2 separate regions of the Sus scrofa genome follow, and region 2 is linked to region 1. The links are chromatin contacts, called in public HiChIP or PLAC-seq maps. All regions are on one chromosome and are shown on one strand. Each heading gives the region's core, a stretch centred on a gene start, on an enhancer-like site or on the middle of the called end of the contact. The rest is flanking DNA. Distances are from core to core; before and after follow the strand shown. Region 1 overlaps CHST15 (carbohydrate sulfotransferase 15). Region 2 overlaps CHST15 (carbohydrate sulfotransferase 15).

The links. HiChIP or PLAC-seq counts read pairs in DNA pulled down with a chosen protein or histone mark.
Region 2: an H3K27ac HiChIP or PLAC-seq map of skeletal muscle shows a contact between it and region 1. The contact joins two enhancer-like sites. A contact is called at or near these places in 1 of 47 Hi-C or Micro-C datasets (liver) and 1 of 2 datasets of contacts at active chromatin or transcription factors (skeletal muscle).

What each region holds. Positions count from the first base shown.
Region 1 is chr14:133,478,457-133,481,463 of Sscrofa11.1, forward strand. The region is part of intron 5 of CHST15 (carbohydrate sulfotransferase 15); the gene reads right to left. Among named protein-coding and RNA genes, the nearest start is that of CHST15, 65 kb to the right of the region's middle. Within about 2 kb of position 1,450, at least 4 of the 83 cell types and tissues checked have an H3K27ac peak or open chromatin away from gene starts, as enhancers often do. A contact at or near this core is called in skeletal muscle, where this site is marked.
Region 2 is chr14:133,527,876-133,530,882 of Sscrofa11.1, forward strand. The region is part of intron 1 of CHST15 (carbohydrate sulfotransferase 15); the gene reads right to left. Among named protein-coding and RNA genes, the nearest start is that of CHST15, 15 kb to the right of the region's middle. Within about 2 kb of position 1,461, at least 10 of the 83 cell types and tissues checked have an H3K27ac peak or open chromatin away from gene starts, as enhancers often do. A contact at or near this core is called in skeletal muscle, where this site is marked.

The DNA.
Region 1 (3,007 bases), core at 200-2,699:
GTGCCTCTGGAAGGGCGCATGTCTCTTCCCACGGGGCCACAGGAGTGGCCATCGGTGACCTTGAAGGTCTCAAAGAGTAAGTCTGGAAGGTCATCCCAAGATCACAACTGAATTCACTCAACAGCCCCGGGGCACTGCTCTGAGCCCAGGAGAGCAGAGGTGATTATCACAAAAACAGGTGGCCTCCCTGAGCCAGGCTCACCTCAAGGTTGCCCAGGGTCAGCCCCCAGAATCCTCTTGGTGTCCGCCGCCAACAAGGCTGCTCATGGCTACTGAGGGCTGCCCTCACCAGGCCCTCTGCTCCATGTGGCATGTATATTTTCCTCCTGTGCTCCCATCCAGCCTTCGAGATGCACCTGTCTTACAGAGCTTCTCAAGGTCACGTGGCCAGAAGGCCCCAAGCTAGCCCAGGCCTGCCTGACCCAAAGCCCACAGACCCAACGGGACGTGGTCCCTGGCTTCAGAGTTTAGGAGTGGAGCCAGATCAGCAGCAGAACAGAGTGGGTCACTATTCTGGGTCACTAGCCATGTGAGCTGATGGTTTGGGGGTTTTGTTTAGAATTTTTTTTTAAATTGTTTTAAGTGCAGATGAGTGATTTGAAGGCATTACGTCAGCTCTGTTACAGAACTACATAAGTTACAGGAGACTGGAAAGCACGTACACACGTAATAGAGCAGGAAACATTCAGGACGAACAGGGGAGCAGCCCCGGCACAATCAGGAAACCCACACGTGTGTGCACGGAGCACCACGCCGGGCGTCTGCACACCACAGCAACAATGAACGGGTGTTCAGACATCTGTCATAATTCAGTCCTCACTTCCTGAGCTTCGACACTTGGAGAAGCTAAAATTCCTTGGTCATTGCAAGTAGCTCATTCAATTTTACCAGTTTACCTCTGCAGCGATGCTGGGCTTATTGATCTGATTGGCCTTCCCTCCAGGTGGGGGGAACCCTGCGGGTTTTACCCCAAAGGTCACCAGTTCGGAGAGACCACCCCTCATGGTTGGTTTCTCTTTTTGTCATATTTTTGTTCATACCATTTTAAAAACGAAATATAATCCACACACCGTAAAATTCACCCTTTTAAAAATCCGCAATTCAGTAGCTGTTAGTATATGCGTGACCTTACACGGCCACCAGCACCATCTAATTCCAGGACATTTTCAGCACCCCAGAGGGACTGTTGGCTTTAACCTGTCAGTCCCCAGAGGGGCCACTGTCAGCAGTTGCTAAGATCCCCAAGCCCAAAAGGCCCAAGGAAGCCTGAGCCTCAGTGTCAGGGCCGCGTGGCCAAGTGCAGGCTGTCGGAGGCCTGGAGCTGCGCCGTCTCCTGCCACGTACTGCCCACCCAGCAGACCTCTCAGAGAGCCATGTGTGGAGGAAAGCCCTGGGGCAGATGCCGAGGCTGGGGACAGAGGCTGAGGCTGGGGGCAGACGCCAAAGCTGGGGACGGCTGGGAGCAGCTGACAGCTCCTGGACCAGCTCACCCCAGGCCATGCTGGCCCCGGCTCCCTGTGCTCCCAGATTGCCCCCAGCTGGTGCTGTGAACAAATGGTCATCTTTCCTCACCAGCAGCTCCCAAAGTGGACACACCATCTTCCAGTCCACCGCCCATGAGAGCACAGGGCCCTGCGGCCTCCAGAGGGTCGAGCACACACGATACCAGAGCGACAGCTAGAGAGCCCTCGTTACTCTCCATCTGCTGGCATCCAGATCCAAAGCACTGGTCAATAACCCCCACCCTCTGATACAACGCCATCAATAATGATTATAGATATTTTTTCCTACAAGAAAAAAGTCATTTCATGTAGCTGGGAAGGAGGCCCTTTCATCCAATGACTCACAAACCGTGAACATCTCGTCACAAGGGACAGTGAAGCAGGACCAGCTAATTTGGAGGAAACGTCAGCGTCACCTCAGACTGTACCTGTAGGTGACACTGATGAGGCTCATTTTCTGCCAGAAAAGAACATCCAGGTTTGGGCCTAAAAAGGTCAATGTGGCTGCCAAGCTTTGGGTTCCCCGGGGGCCACCTGGGCCGTGTCTTCTCCTCCGCTTGAGCACAAGCAGGATTCTGGGCCCACCTCTGTTTCTTCCTGAGCATCTGCTCTCGGGCCTTGGCGGACATCCAGGGGTGGTGGCAATGCCAAATACACCCTCCATTCTCAAGCCCCGTGTGGCTTACAAAGCACTGTCACATGATCCCGGTACCCGGCGTCTCTACAGGTGAAAAAGGTGCACAGAGGATGGGCTGCCACTGGGTGAGGCCGCAGCAAAGCCAGGCCTGCTTCCCGCCGTGGGGGTCTTACTGCAGAGTGACGGCCACCAGTCCCCTGGCTGACCAGTGCGTGATAACCCGCCCTCGATAATCAGCCCCAACTCTCCGTACCAGGTTCCCCAACTCCACCTGGAGGCCCAGCCTCGGCGCCCGGTGCCCCCACCACCTCTGCAGCCGCTGGCTCTTCTTCCCAGCCTTCCTTGCCCCACAGACCCGCCCTTTGCAAACAATCCATGTGGGAATGCTCGGGCCAGCCAGTGGCTTTGTAAACACTTCTCCCCAAAATAAACAGTGGTAAACACAGGGGAGTCTTCAGCACGATGGTTTTTCTCCCACCAGTAACGAGATGTGGGCCCTCCCTAGGTGGTCACTCCTGAACGGTCTTCAGAGACACCCGCAGACAGGCCCGCATGCCCTGGCCAGGGCTTGGCCAGCTCCCCCTTTCTGCCCTGGGCAGCTCACAGTGCAGCCCTATAAAGTGACCTCGTGCAAATTTGGGGGCCCATAGAAAGATGTGTCAATGACACCTGGACAGGCAGCTTCTGAGAAGCGAAAGCATGAATCCACCGGGAAATTAACAAGCGGCTTAGGACACTCGCTGCTGTCTTCCTCACAACTCAACGGCGGCTTGTGATCCTTAATCCTCCAAGTCAAGCCCACAAGAGGAAAAAGAGAAGCTAGCAGTGCTGGCAGCCGGGGTGGGGCGGGGAAGGGAGAAGGACCGGA
Region 2 (3,007 bases), core at 211-2,710, 49 kb after region 1:
TCTCTAGCCTCAGTTTTCACATCTGTAAAATGGGGGTGTTAACTGTGTCTGTGTCAACGGCTGCTGAGAGTAAAGGGAATACTGTCAAATCTAGCATATGGTAAGTATTCAAACATGGGCTACAATGATCGGAACTCAAGCTTCTCAAGTCTTTGTCTTACATTCTATTTCACCAAACTGTTCTCTATCTCACGGGCTCCTTACCTCTGCGAATCTCCCAGATCTGGGGGAGAAACCTACCTGTGTGCACACACCAAGGATGGGCCCCCACAAAGCACCAGGTGGGCACAGGGAAGACACGAAATGCGTACATTGTGGGTCTTCCGGAATTTGATGATCGGATAAAAACTAATTTCGGTTGATGGCCAGTTGGAAGGGATCCAAAAACAATCTGAAAGATAAATGACAACACTGAAGTTCATGAAATTCTAAGATGCTTCCCAAGTGCTGCGGATCCCGAGATTTAATGAAATTAGACGGCGGCAGAATGTGGTCTGCAGCTTGGGTTGCACCAGTGTCGGTTTCCTGGATTTGATAATGTCCTCTGGTTATGTTAGATGGTATCACGGTGGGAAGCTGGTTGAAAGGTACGCAGGAACCTGTACTATTTTTTGCAGCATCTTGTGTGTCCACAGTTATTTCAAAATAAAAAGCTAAAAGAAAATTAGGAGGCAGAATCTAGGAGCACCAGAAATTTAAGGAGACTCTTGGCAAGTTTTCAACATGTCAAAACAGGCACAGCTCCTAGGCGGTATGGCCCCACACAGGACTTGGGAAGAGAGGCTGAATGAACATCTGGAGTGATTCTAAATCAAGCTCTTCTGAATATGAAACTGTTTCTCTTTTATTTCTCCATTTTCTAAAACATAGGGAAATTTATCCATATGTTTTGTCCGTATTGAAAAATTCAGCATACACAGCATAAAAATGGAGATGAATGTTGCTATAACTACTGGTAAACATTTATTAGGAAACGTTTGCAAGGTTTAAGAACGTCCAGAGAGGAACAGGCAGAGATTTAAAGTTTATGACCACAAATGACAGGGATAATCTGTTGAGGCCTTCCATACATCAGGTCAACCCGCTGGTCCTTGGGCATCGTTTTTCCAGGAAGGAAAGGTTGACTCTATGTTATACCAAGGGGCCCAGGTGTAGACAAGGTGGAGCGTATCCTGAAGAAGAGAGCAGGTGGAGGACCCAGAAGGCCAGAGCACCAGACAAGCAGTTCCCATGGAGACCACAGTACCTGGGTGATGGTGGGACCTGGGGTGGGGAGGTGACCTAGGAGGTAGGGAGCCAATTGCCAAGAAAGGGACAAGGAACAGCAGGGCCCTTAAGGAGCTGAGGTTCTCACGGACGATGGGAGAGAAACATCTGTGAGTAACCACAGGAGGGAGGAAGACCCTCCCTGTGAGAGGGCACGAGAGGAAGTCAAGTCCTGAGCGAGAGCTGGGGCTCGGTCAAGGGCACGGGGCCAGGGGAAGAGAGCCATGCTCAAGGCAGGCGCCAGACCTTCATGGGAGTTCACTATACCCCTGTCCCCCTCCAAAGGGTCCCCTCTCCCCAAACCAGACTTCTTGGAGTTGTCACAGAATTCAGGTGAACAGCCGCAGGCTCACCTTTGGGATTTCAGAGACTATTTCAGTCTTGTTTTCATGAGTGTGGTTTCAGCTGCTCACCCAAGACTTCCCCCATCAAGCATGTGCTGACTTAAAAATAACTCCTGTTCACAAGCCCAACCCTGAGCGAGAGGACGAGGAGAATGGGGGTTTTCTTTGCTTCTCACTAGCCCTGCTTTTTAAAACTGAAACAGCTGCAGGCCGGCTGGCATGGGACAAGGATTCTTCCCCCAGAGATGAGACCAGGAGAAAGCGAAGCCGTAAAAGGTAATTTGGAGGATGGAGAATGGAAGAGAATGGGTATCAACCCAAGTGTGCTACAAACCAGGTCCTCAGAGCCACTCTTCCCAGCCTAGTCATCCCATCCCATCCCATCAACTGGTCCCCCGGACATCTTAGCATTCCCGGGATGCTCTTCCCGAGCATCCCAAAGAACCAAAGTGGTGCCTTCTTGTTGTGCAAAGTTCAGCTTAGATGTCACCTTTTTGGAAAGGCCTCTTCTGATCACTCAGTCACTCCCCATCAGTTGGCACTTATTACGAACAGAATCAGCCTGTTCTCTGACTTTTGTGAACTCATCCCTAGGTATATACATTCTGTGAGTGCGGAGACCCTGTCCATCTCGTAAACGGCTGGATTCCCAGCTCTCAGGACAGCATCAGGCACACAAAGGTCCTCAGTCACTGGAAGGGGACTCTTAAGGGAGGTGCAGAACCTGAGGCAGAAGAGCTGAAGATGGTCAGACTCCCAAATGGTCTTCATTAACAGAGCTGAAGGATCAAGGGCAAGTCGCTTCGCCTCCAAGGTCAAGGTTTCTCCAGCCATATCGGAGGGTGAGCAGGGAAGGAAAACAAACCAGACAACCAGTAGGAAGACCCTGTCATTTCTGAACTCTGGGTCCAAACTGCCAAGTCATCTGTGTATTCCTGCCTCTCCTCCTTGCATCCAGCCATCCATCCATCCAATCATTCTCTCCCAGGGGCTGGGTCCTTGGGATATAACCTTGAATAAGACACACTCCTGTCCTAAAGGGACAAAAACCCTTTTAGTGGCAGGGACAGAAAGGAGGCAGTTCCTGCACTGACCAGCCAGGGGCCAAAGGAGACTGCTGGGCCTTTGGCTGGGACCCCTGTGGAGAGGAGGGGCCAGGCCGCTCTTGCAGAAAAGGAAACAGGAGCTAAAATCCCAGAGATGCTGCAGTGATGGGCATCCAGGGAATCTGATCAAGAAACCCCAGGAGAGTCACAGTTGAGGACAGACTGAGGACGAGAGGCTGGGTCCCGAGATTTCCATGCAGATGAGCTGTCCCTCGTCTTCACCATGAAGAACTGGAAATCTTCCTCAGAGGAACAACTACAACCACTGTTACGCTGCATCCGAACCAAAGA